Regions from separate parts of the Triticum aestivum genome. Here region 2 is linked to region 1. Evidence: chromatin contacts called from public Hi-C data. All regions are on one chromosome and are shown on one strand. The core of a region is the stretch at or near the end of the contact, and the rest is flanking DNA. Distances in the headings are between cores, read along the strand shown. Region 1 holds the start of LOC123070245 (membrane-bound transcription factor site-2 protease homolog). Region 2 holds the start of LOC123070247 (cytosolic isocitrate dehydrogenase [NADP]).

What was found. A called contact is a pair of places that touch in the nucleus more often than the background predicts.
Region 2: a contact with region 1 is called in a Hi-C map of leaf, with 2.6 times the contacts expected there. The contact joins the promoter of LOC123070247 here to the promoter of LOC123070245 in region 1. A contact is called at or near these places in 3 of 5 Hi-C or Micro-C datasets (all in leaf).

What each region holds. Positions count from the first base shown.
Region 1 is chr3B:438,662,821-438,669,343 of IWGSC CS RefSeq v2.1, forward strand. LOC123070245 (membrane-bound transcription factor site-2 protease homolog) reads right to left here and starts at 1,363. Exons shown (of 10, transcript XM_044493342.1): 1 at 1,140-1,363; 2 at 893-958; 3 at 293-359. The coding sequence starts at 1,240. LOC123070246 (actin-related protein 2/3 complex subunit 2A) reads left to right here and starts at 1,421. Exons shown (of 10, transcript XM_044493343.1): 1 at 1,421-1,743; 2 at 1,827-1,893; 3 at 2,279-2,486; 4 at 3,190-3,359; 5 at 3,562-3,639; 6 at 3,902-4,034; 7 at 4,143-4,234; 8 at 4,574-4,630; 9 at 5,188-5,259; 10 at 5,357-5,705. The coding sequence starts at 1,682. The coding sequence ends at 5,389.
Region 2 is chr3B:438,867,367-438,873,603 of IWGSC CS RefSeq v2.1, forward strand. It overlaps LOC123070247 (cytosolic isocitrate dehydrogenase [NADP]), which reads right to left and starts at 4,467. Exons shown (of 15, transcript XM_044493345.1): 1 at 4,181-4,467; 2 at 3,485-3,528; 3 at 3,270-3,379; 4 at 2,857-2,894; 5 at 2,667-2,744; 6 at 2,509-2,562; 7 at 2,224-2,325; 8 at 1,982-2,067; 9 at 1,774-1,877; 10 at 1,461-1,529; 11 at 1,269-1,384; 12 at 1,138-1,172; 13 at 835-977; 14 at 506-631; 1 more. The coding sequence starts at 4,355. The coding sequence ends at 327.

The DNA of each region.
Region 1 (6,523 bases), core at 113-2,612:
TTAGTTACCATAAATAGCCGTTAAATATTCAGGGAACTGAGTGAAAAATCTCAGTGCCCTATCTGCTCTCTGAAGTAGGTATCAAGATAAAAAGGTCACATACAGATGAATATATCACATAATCAGCAAGTATCATATATTTTTCAAGTCAAAAATAAAATTATTTAAGCAGCAACATGGCATGATATTGTGAGATTCATGACACAGAGGTATACTATCGAACTTTGGAACAAACATAATAATCAGAACAACTACATTTCATTATTTGCCATAATAATGAGAGTTAACTTACCAAAGATATACCAACTAAAGCAACAAGAGAGAAATAAACTCCTAAGGAAAACCATGCTCTGGTGTATCTGCCAAAAAATAATTAACTCGGTATGACTTTAAGTACAATCAATGACTAAGCTCTAAATTGTGAGTAACAAGGGAAATTATGTGATCTTCATAGTAAGATGGCTCTTATCAGAATATTCTTCTCAGCCAACAAAATAAGTACATCGTATATGCTTAAGTTTTCCAGAGAAAAATAGGAATTAAACATTGCTATCAGGTGCTAAATTTGTCACCAACCTTTAGCATGCCAGATCTGCCAGAATATATTTTAACTTTTGGTGTGGTGTGTGGATAACATTATTCCAAAATGACTTGATGTGTCGTAATAACTGTTTATCTACACATGTGGATAGCATGGGTGTGTCGTAAGATAGATATATGATTCAAGCCATGCAAAAGAAATGTCGCAAACAGATACAACGACTTGACTTGGTTAATGTAAATGGTACTTATCTTTGTACAGATGCCAAGGAAAATCAGAGCTACGTGGAATTTGCACAAATGAGAAAAAGGGCAGAATTATAAAAACTTCAAAGGGTAAGATAAAGCATACCTAGCATGTTTCCACCCCAAATTGAATATCATGTCATTGAAGACATAAATTTTGCAGTCACAATACCTGAAGTTCGCATAGGCACAATAAGTGAACATAACAGCCACTTTGTGTACTAATACTAACACAAAATGACGACAACGAAACAGGAAGCTAAATCAAAGCTGATTTAGATCGAGTGGATTGGGTAAGTTTAGCTGGGGAGAAATCGGGACAGAAGAGAGAGAGGCGGTGTGGATTGACCTACCAGCAGGAGACGGAGCTCTCAGTGCGGCTCACGGCAGGGCCCGAGGGCAGGGTCGCCGACGCACGCCCGCGCCGCCTGCTGCGTCCGCCGCCGCCGATCATTCGAGAGCGGAGAAGCACCGAGTCGTCGGCTTGGCCACCGCAGTTATTATTCAGGAAAAATAGTTGGGTGCTTAGCCCGCCGTCGGATCTACATCGGTGGGCAGATCTTGGCGGAACTCTCAGTCTCAGGCTGAGCGGCTCAGACAGTTTTTGCAAAGAAGCCCCTTCGGTTTCTCACATTTGCACCTCCGCTCCTTGTCCACTTTTCTTCTTGGCTTTCCCTTCTGCCCGTTTGTTCCCCCATTCCGAATCGCATCTCGCGGCGGCCGGCGATCCCCCCAGAAGCGAAGATCTATCGGGGTTGCGCCAGCGCCACCGCCGACGGAAGCTCCAGCGCGCGCGGCCGCACCACCGTGACGCGCCTCTTTCGCCGCGCCTTCGATCATATTTCGGTAGGGGGGATCGAGCGGGGCTGGTTCGCAGGAGAAGGGATAGGAGAGGATGATACTGCTCCAATCCCCATCCAGGTTCCTACTCCAGATCCTGAAGGATCGCGTCGTCAGGTATGTCGCTGCTCAGCCGATCTTTCTTCGTGGACCCAGAAGGTATATCGCATGTGGCTCATGCGAGAGTATTCACGCTGCAGCGGCGACAAGGGCGTGGACATCGATTGCCACACGGTGGAGTTCGACGATGTGCGGTATCATATCCAGGTGAATACTTAGTATCCTCCTGCCGAATCTGAATACCCATTTCGGTTTGCTGTCTTACGGTCATTTATTTTGTGTGTAGGGTGGGGGTAATAGTAGGAACAAATCTGAGCTAATGAAGCCGCATTCCTGCTTTCTTTTCTTTATTAAATTACCTGTCGCTGATGTTTGTGTCGTTAGTACTGAAATTTTGGTGTGCTGGTGTGGGTTTCTTAGCTGTCTAACTTCTTATTATGTAAATCCTGACGTGCTGTTCTTCAAGCACTGCAATTGCAAGCTGAAATTAAAGTTAAATTTGCTAAACAGTGGAGTGCTCCCATTGCTATTGTTTGCAACCAGTGGTCAGCTTATGCTCTGTATACTGATGGACATTGGACTTCTATTGCAGTTTTCAATGAGGAATCCAAAGGTAATGGTGCTATCAGTGGCATTGCCCCTCGCACCTCCTGAGGCTATTCTGCACGACGGGCTTCCTCTTGGTGCCATTGATGCTATAAAGGCGGCTTATGGGGCAGTGGTTCAAATTCTTGATCCTCCAAAGGACTGCTTTGATCTCACAATGAAGATAAACTTAACAAAGCTTTCGACAGATGAAGGTTCTAGAGTTCCCTTTCCAAGGTTATCATTGTCTTGTCGTGCTACATGATCATTAGCTGGTGGTGTCTATCTTAGATGTTCTCCATTGGCAAAATATTACTTTTGGTGCAAGTCATGGTTGGAAACATCTTCATCTTTTTACATGTAGATGTAGATGCCCTAGAGAATAATGTTCAGTAGTATGTCAGATATGTAGTATTACACACTTGATTGCCCAGGACTCGGACACGGATGTTGTTTGCCTAGATCATGGAAGCAGTTTTCTTTTTGTGTGTGCAAATGCCTAAATGGAAGGAATGTGGAATTCGCCTTACTTAATATGGAACCTTAACTTTCCTATGGTCTTGTTTACATGAGCTCAGTAATAGGTTCTAGATATCAATTCTATCTTTCCACCGAAGTCAACTCATTTGCATTTTTAAGTTTGTGGTGTAATTTTGGTAAGAGTCTCTTGTTATAATGATGCCGAGTCTCTTTACTCATTTTTCATTGTTGGTGATTTTTTGGTGCTTCTTGGCCCAATCACACTGTTGGTTGCATGATTAATTGCTTGTTTTTTGGAACAAGGGAGTTGGTCGAAGTACAATCTGCAATTTTTTGGTTTTGGTCAAGCCTGCCCGAATCATAACATACTATTTTGTCTAGTTCATGCTCTCAATTGAAATTGACATCTAACTACCTATTGCATTTCTTATGTTCCAGAGCAGCGGAATGTTGTCTTGACACAAATTGCATCTGTGAGAGAGGTTGTGCTGGGTGCACCGCTGAAGCTTCTGCTCAGGCATCTAGCTTCAAAGACAGTGGCTCCTAACGTGGATAAGCTGGTTGCCCTTGTTCACCGTCCTAATGAATCGTTCTTCCTTGTTCCCCAGGTATGACTTTCAGATTAGACATCTCAAATCTGGGTATATTACGCTGAAACATCACCGTTTTCTGGCTACTAACTCCTGGCTGCTTTGTGATTCTGTTGGTAGACATATTTTATTATTTCAAATTATTTGTGTATTTGATTTTTGGTGTTGGTCTTAATTGTATCTTCTGCATATTCACTCGATGAAATTATTTTTTTCCCAGGCAGACAAAGTTACAGTTGTATACCCAATGAGGTTCCAGGATTCGATTGATATTGTCTTAGCAACTTCGTTTTTGCAGGTATTATGGACACTATAGCTTTTGTGGCTTCAGTTTCTTCTTTTGACCTTTTATGTTCATCTACATTAGACTGATATTTAGGCTTTCAGCACTGCTGTCATTTTATGATTAATGATATATTTGACGTACTAGATTCATGAGTTTGAAGATTTGGTAAATTTCAATGTTTACATAACTATCTTATGCAAAGCCGTTTGATTAGCTACAATTTGCAGGGAGCACTCTGCTGAATGTGCTTAAAATTTGGGATGGTTATGTGTAGGAATTTGTAGAAGCAAGGCGGACTGCTGCACTTAACAATGCCCCTTCCTGTATGTGGTCTCCAGTACCACCTCTTGAGTTAAAAGGCGTGAATGCTGATGCACTTGATGCAAATGCTGGTTTTGTTACTTTTGGTAATGTGTATTTCTGACAATAGTTTTTCATATTCTTCCAAGATATCAGTTTTCTACCCTCAAAAATAAAAAAATATAAATTTGTCTCACAGCCTTTCTTTATGGCAGTTGTTTTCCCTCGGCATGTTGAGGGTAGAAAACTAGACAAAACAGTTTGGAGTTTGTTAACCTTCCGTGCTTATGTAAGCTACCACGTAAAGGTAACGTCCTTGTTTTCATGGTCTGGTTTCATATTTATCAAGTTCGTGGATCCCTGAAATAGCTGTGAACCAGTCAGCAGTAGCCACTTTGCAGATTTCACATCAATCTTACCTTTACATTTTACAAGTAGGAAAATACAAGTTGGTTTTCTGATTTAAGCTAGTTTGGGTGAGCCAACCTTGGAACCAACTGGGAACAGTTTTATTAAGCCTGCTCCAGCTTGGTGTCAATTTTGTGAAACACTTTTCTTCTGCTTTACATATACATAGCTACCACCATAAGTGGTATCCTATCATAACATTGCAAGCACTCAACTGCTGCTATTTGGTGTATCACAGTGTTCTGAAGGATTCATGCACACCAGGATGAGGCGTAGAGTTGAGTCTCTGATCCAGGTAAATATAAACATTATTTCACTGAATCAAAGCATTTTATACACCTTGTAAAATCTTTACTTAAGTTATCCAATAAGTTTGCTAGGTTTAGTCAAAACTGCGATTATTCAGTACCTTTTCGGCCTGTATAGTTATAGTAGCAATGTGGGTTTAGTATAATAGAACAGAGGAGACTATGCTCATGATGTTAGCCAGGTAAAAAATTGGATATCCAGTAGTTCACCTGAGTTTGCAAGAAGGAAGAAGCTAACAAAAATAACAAAAATCATGAGATTAAATAGGTGTGATCTAAGCCTTTATAGTAAGTCAAATTGTTAGTCATGGGAAGTCTCGAGTCAAAGGATGATGATCTTCCAACTGTTATTGACTTAAGCTTTAAAAGGCGAGAATGAAACTGAATTTGAGTTGTCCCCATCTAGCAGACGCCAATTTGGAAAAGCACATTGAGAGTTAGATTAAGGGATCATGTTAATGAAACAAGATAATGGTTAAACATGGAATGTCCCGTAAATGAAAGCGTATGGAATTATGTATTGATGGCTTGCTTATGGCTGCAGGCTTTGGACCGTGCTAAATCCGATGCAGAGAAGCTGAAGAAGTTGGTACATGGCGGGTCTTTTAGGAGACTGGTTTGTGCAAATATCAACCAAACTTGTATTTGAAAAGAAGGGACCTATCACATTCGCATGTGTGCATATTTCACTGATTGAAACTCTCTCCACGCAGAGCATGAAGCACGAAGGCAACTCTAATCGGTGAAGGAAGACTCAGACAAGCAAATATATGAAGGTTTTGCTCAACTTTCCATCATGGGTGCTACTGGTAGAACACTTATTTTAACTTCCGGTAAGATTTGGGTGGCAGCCGTTGAAACAACATGAGCACCCTACTGTGGCCCGTCGCTTGTTTGTTTGTTTGTTCCGGGAGGATACTGTATTTATGGTCGAAATTTGACTTGAGGAATAGGTGAGATTTAATTGGTCTTTGTAAATTTCGATGCATATGTCCTGACGCTATTTTGCACATAGTTTTCCACAAGAAAAATAAATTAGAGTATGCAGCAGGTTGCGTACCATAGTTCTGTAGAAGAAAACAAGTTCATTTACAAAAGGAAGAGCACCAAATTAAAAAAGAAACAGCACTTGACTACCCGCTACACAATGCAACCCCTACCACTCCTGCCATGGCCCGTAGCTTTATTTCATCAAGGTTTTTTTTTAACAGATTGATCCCAGTTGCGATGTGTTACCAAAAAGACAAAGTAAGGTTATCTGTGACGCCGTGCCGCAAATGTCTGAACGGCGGTATCCGGATCAATTTTTCGTTCAACGCGGTGTTGGATATGTCCGTGGACGCGCGTGTCCAAACTCTTGTGAATTGGCACTATCTGGGAACCTAAGGAGATTTGTAGACGTTGGACTAATACAAGGGAAACGTTTGTGGCCGGTGCGCCGGCCGAAGATTGGGCCGGTCGCATGCCGCATGTACGATGGAAAGAACGATCGAGTGCTCCTGGCCCTCTCGTGATGACGTGTCCTGTGGACCCGTGCACCGCCCTGTCCTCCCTTCTTATCCATCCACACAATCTTATCCTCTCCCTCCACTGTTTCTCTTCCCCTCAATCTCGCCTCCTCCTCTCTGCCTCTTCTTCCCCACAGCGGCCATGACCTTGCCAGTTGACCTGGTCATGGGAAGCCCGGCCCGGCCTGACCCGGTTCGAAAAAGCCCGACCCAGCCCCCGGGCCGGGCTTGGGGATTTTGAGCCCGAAGACCAGGCCGGGCCGGGCCCGTCGTTTTCGCATTTCTTTGGAGGTCGGGCCAGGCCGGCTCGGAGCCCAACGGGCTTTTACGTGTTCGGGTCAGGCTCGGGCCCAGAAAACAGGTCCGATGGTC
Region 2 (6,237 bases), core at 3,217-5,716, 210 kb after region 1:
TTTCCTGCTCTCCTAAAGAAAACGGCAAACTACCAAGCAAATTAAAAGAACAATCTATATGCATCTCCGTTCAAATGTAAAAGCTGCTGGTTAGACATGACACAATCATCAGATGTGAATAATGGTTCAATATGTCCTTTATTGTGAGCCCCACTTACATAACATCAGCATCTACAGAATCACTTGCATGTTTGACAATAATATGCGATGGTGCAGTAAAAGCTCGTTCTGTTCAGGACGAAAGCATGACAGATAATGGCGACATAACCAAAATGACTTGAATCGATGAGTAATGACTATTCGAGCATTGAAGTGGAAGAGGTCTTTCACAGTCTTGATTTGAGCTCAGCAGCAACAGCGTCAATGAACTCTTCAGTGTTCAGGTAATCGCTTCTTGTAACTCTGAAAACGTTAGAGCACAATGAGATATCAGATTATCAATTATGAATTCAGGGTAATAATAGAGAAAAATACAGTAGAGGGAAAGCTGAGCAGCATAACATACTTTGAGGATCCATGGACAAGGAGTGCAAGGTCCTTGGTCATCTTCCCAGACTCCACAGTTCCGACGCACGCTTCCTCAAGTTTCTGTGCAAATTCAAGAAGTCTAGCATTCTCGTCTAGCTTTGCCCTGCAGTGTGGACATGGGAGAATCAGCTAAAAAGCAAAGTCCACTAGAGTAATAATTATAGGCACCAATGTACTTGTCTTAATTACTATTTTGGTCACACCGGAAAAAGGTATGCTGAACAAAGAGGAAATTACCCTCTATACATGGTTATCACAAAGGGTTGCACACTTGCACCGGTAGAGATATAGAAGTACTAGGTGTACCTGTGTGCAAGTCCTCTTGTCCAAGCAAAGATTGAAGCAATGCTGTTTGTGCTGGTTTCACCACCTTTCTGGTGAACACGGAAATGGCGGGTAACTGTGCCATGGGCAGCTTCAGCTTCGATGGTTTTACCATCAGGGCACATCTATAAATATCAAAAGGAATTAGCACAACCTAACAAATATTCTCAATATATATGTAGAAGTACTGACATGGATATGACCAAAGTAAAGGCATTTCACACTAGAGATAACACCCAAGATTTAGTCAAGATTCAAGAACATTAGTAAGGAGAAAATACATACCAATACTGACGTCATCAAGCCCAAAGAGCCAAAACCTGCACATACACTTCAGCATTGGTTATTGAGCACGGGACAAAAGATAAATTTTCTGAATATTTTATGCAGAGACTCAAAAGTTACAGTGTTGTGACCTTGAGCTAAGAAATCACTCTGCACATCTCCGTCATAGTTCTTGCAAGCCCAAACATAGCCTCCTTCGCTCTTAAGTGCATAGGCAACCATGTCATCAATGAGACGATGTTCATACCTACCAAAAGCAACTCATGACATACTTTGACAAAAGATTCCAAAAGAGCTCAAAGCAAGAATGATTCAAAACGTACCATATTCCAGCAGCCTCATATTTGGATTTCCAGCCAGCTTCATAGATCTCCTGGAAAATGTCCTTGAACCTACACAATAAAAGTATATTTAGCCTGATCTAATTGTTTCGGAACAGGCCTTAACTAATACTCCCTCCGTTCCTAAATAGCAGTCTTTTTAGACATTCCAATAGAGACTACATACAGGGCAAAATGAGTGATTCTACACTCTAAGCTATGTCTATATACATCCGTATGTAGTCCCTATTAGAATCTCTAGAAAGACTTATATTTAGGAACGGAGGGAGTATTTAAGTGTAGCTATGAACTATACCTGCCATCATATTTCTTAAGGATTGTGTTTTTTGTGCTAAGGTACAATGGCCATTTCTTCTCATAAGCGATTGCCATAGAAGCTTCAGCAAAACCTCGAATTGACTGTACACAATAATTAATTAATTAGATGTCAGGATTTTACTCCAAAATGCAAATATTGTTTGTAATTGCAGAAATTGCAGAAACCAATCCAGGCATAGCAGTACCTCATCTGTGTTGTACATAGCCATGGCGACTCCTCCAGCACCAGTGAAGTTAAAAACCTCAAGGTCAACCGTCTCGTCTTTTCCCTCTGCCAGTAGACCAAAGAAACAAAAAGGCAAAGAATATCAGTGTTTGCTAGCACCAGTTCTCTGAACAAACAATACAATCATACGTGAAAATATAGAACTACAAAGACTTCATTCTTTCATACTTAATTTTAAGTGGAGTGATTATGCAACCGTACCGAACACTAGTCTGAGTTTGCCAGGTCCCTTGAGAACTGCATCAGTTGCTCTGTACTGATCACCGAAAGCATGCCTTCCAATGCAGATGGGCTTAGTCCATCCTGATTACACCAAAGAAACAGTTTAGCAAGGAAATTTTGCATTTCATAATGTGTTCACGTTAGAAAAAAAGTATGCACTCCCTCCGATCCATATTATTTGTCACTGCTTTAGTAGTACGAAGTTGTACGAAAGCAGGGCAGGTAATATGAATCGGAGGGAGTAGTAGTTTTAATCCTCCTTACCTGGAACAAGCTTTGGGACATTCTTGCATATAATTGGCTCTCTGAACACGGTGCCTGCAGGTAACAAGTGTAAAGAGAAATGTCAACAACCTAACTACGTCCATTTTTTTAGCGAAAACCTAATATGTCCATTATATTGAAATACAGCAGGAGCTTACCGTTTATAATGTTCCTAATTGTGCCATTTGGGCTCCTCCACATTTGTTTTAGGTTGAACTCCTTAACCCGATCTTCATCTGCCATGGTGAAGTAACCAGATATTAGAGAGAAAATATCATCAAATAGTGCTAGTGCTTCAACAATACGAAGAACAAATAATTGAGCTGCATAAGCTTGAGTGAAATATACCTGGAGTAATAGTTGCACATTTAATAGCCACATTGTACCTGAAAATAACATTGGATTAGAACAGCACTATAGGACAACAAAGTCATAAGAATATGCTAAAGTTATATATGGTCAAATACTTCTGACAAAACTAGCTAGTTTCAAAGATATGAAAATGATACAACTAATCAACAAGATTAGTGAAAAGATATCTCCCTTGCTGTTAATAATATTTGAATAATTAAGAACATCAATCATAGTACTCAAAATTCGTAGGGAAATATACAGCAACAGAACTACTAATGATTAAAAAACAGGACAAACAAATTGCAGGCTACATAAATTTCTTGAAATGGTGTGGTCACAGCAGTCATATTTTTACTTGAACCCAAGCATAATATCAGCACAAACTCAAATTATTCAAAACTCCTTACTTGAGAGTAGCCTCTGCAGCCTCCACTGTAACCTTGTCATCAGTTGCATCGCGGTGTAGAACTCCCAAGTCAAAGTACTTAATGTCCAAGTCCAAAAATGGGAAGATAAGCTGAAACAAACGAAAAATCAGCCTGGCAGCATATGGAAAACAAGAACCACACACACACAATGGCCCAAGCGGACAGATTTGTCAGAGCTGTTGCTTATTGATTACCTTGTCCTTGATAGACTGCCAGAATACTCTGGTCATCTCATCGCCTATAGGTTAAAAAACAAGATATCAGCATGACAGTGGACTAACAAATCAATTGATTACATAAGATAAAAAAAATAGAAATATTACTATTATTTTGTGAACAAATTTATTGCTTACACTGAAAGTTCGACATCATTTTTTTTTCTAAAAAAGCTAGCTACCCAATTCAACATGCGATGCAGACATGAAGCACTGGCTACGATTGGACCCAAAGCGCGAAGCAATCGTATCAAAAAACACTTTAAGGTTATGGTTTCTGAATATAGATTTCAAAAACGAGATCCAGTAGTTACACGTGAGACAGAACTATTTCACCAGCAGAGTGCGTCCAACCCTGCACCTTCCCACTGCCAATAGACAACCATGATCGTACCCAAGGTGTCATGCATGTGCAATTATCTCGCCATCTACGTTCTAAATCCGATCTCTGGCACCACGGCGGCGATACAACTACGGAGATAGATCAGAGACACCTGAGCCCAGCAGTTATTAGAGATAAAAACGGGAGCAGAACGACAGCTAGATCTCTCAGATCTCGCGGCATCGGCCCGACCAGAATACAAAATTCAGCACAGGCATCGTTTATATCGGCAAGGGAACGGCGGAGATAGATCTGCCGGGGGAGTGGGAGTGGGAGTGGGAGGGGGGTCTGACCGTCCATCTCGACGATGGGGTTGGCGACCTTGATCTTCTCGAACGCCATGGCGGCCGCGGCGGACGCTGATTGCCTCGGAGGTCGGGAGCGGATCGGGGCAGGTTGGTGGGGGAGGCGGCGGCTGTGGTGGCACGGGGAGGTGAGAGAACGGAGTGAGTAACTTTGCCAGCGCATTTAAAGACCAGGCCGGAGGGGGCGAGTGGGGCCCGTCTGCGGTAGGGATATTTTAGAAAAACATTTAAATCTGCCTCACTCCGGCCGATAGGATCGGATCAGACTGCGCGTGGGGATGGGGGTGGGGTGTTTGGACTTTGGATGGTGCGTGCGGGTGTTGGGACTTTGGGACCTCCGTGGCCAAGGAGTTTTTGGCTTGCAAGTGTTTGAAGAGTCCGAGTTTTTTTTAGCACTGCTATGCACACAACATTGTGTGCATGATGTCAACCTGGTGGAAGAGCTCATTGATCAGGAGAATGGTGATTGCGATAGAGTGAAAGTTGAGGCAAATTTTGTGCCACCTCATACAGATGATCAGGAGAATGGTGATTGGGATAGAGTGAAAATTGAGGCAAATTTTGTGCCACCTGATACAGAGGCGATATGTAGAGTTACTGTGGGGCATATGCCGGAGGACTTCTCGGCCTAGAAGCATGATAAATTGGGAAATTTCTCTGTTCGGTCTGCATACAAAGCTCTATTGCAGTTGAAGAGACAAAATGAGAGTGCATCCACCTCCATAACTGCTCCTATTAGTCATTGGCAGAAGTTGTGGAAAATCCCAATGCCGCCTAAAGTTTGTAATTTCTGAGGGAGGGTTACTCACAAATTTGTGCCATGTCGTTCGGGTCTGCAGAAGCGTCATATTGAGAAGATATCATTTTGCGAGGATTGCGGAGTGGAGAAACATGCATTGTTCTCTTGTACATGGGCCAAGGTTTTTGGTCTGAACTAAAGCGTTTCCTTCCGGTCAGAATTCATGTTCTTCATCTAGACTCTTGAGCTATTGATATTGTTAACAACAAGGAAGTTCCAGAATCACTTGCTGCCATTATCTTAGTTGGGTGCTGGACAGTCTGGATAGAATGGAACAATAGGAGACATGGGGAACGATGTCGTTCCATTCAGGCTTTTGTCAAATGGGGAATTGATACTATTCATGATCTTGCTACATTGGAAGGAGTGAAGAAGCACCGAATGCCGAGAGAGAATACGAGCTGGTACCGCCAGAGGAAAGCTTTATCAAGGTGAATGTTGATGCCAGCTATTTAGGAAACTTGGCTCATGGAGGCACAGGAGTGGTGATTCGAAACCACAATGGTGAGTTAATCCGAGCTCGGCTATATGGTGCCGGTACGCGCAAAATGCAAGGTTCATGGAAGCCTTGGCGGTTCGGGATGGTATCCATTTAGCAATGGATCTTGGCTTCCGCAAGGTTATCCTCGAGAATGATGCGTAGGAGGTTGTCCGGATGATCAATGTTGCAGCTTTTGAGAGGGCAGATATTGCTTCCATTTGTTATGAGGTCCAGGAGGTGAGCTCCGGTTTTGATTCCTTCGTTCTCGTGCATGTAAACTGGGAAGCAAACATAGTTGTGCATAGATGCGCCAGGCAGGCTAGTGAAGATCGTAGAAGATGTTTATGGGTTAACTATGTACCCTCTTTTCTTCTAGGTTAAATTCAACCTCTCTGTAATTCTCCTGTTTAAGTAGTAAAGCATGTGTTTCGTAAAAAAAATGATTCCTGCACGACACCATATAGTAGTCCGTTCATGCATGTATCAAAGTGCGGCATACGCTTGGTTGACCATAGTGCAGACATGCATTGTCCGCACAACAATTTTCATTTTTTACCGTAATTCGAAGAGTTCGAGTTTCTTCGATAACAAGTAAAAAATGCTAACGATATTCAATGAACATTCGCTATGTATGGGTTTGCGAACGTTTTTCACGGTATTTTATGTTGCGGGAACATGGCAAATTTCTTTAAGCGAACACGGCAAATTTCAAGCAAATTCCTTTTGTTTGCATAATCGGCCATGCGTTTTTGAAGAAATTCTCGT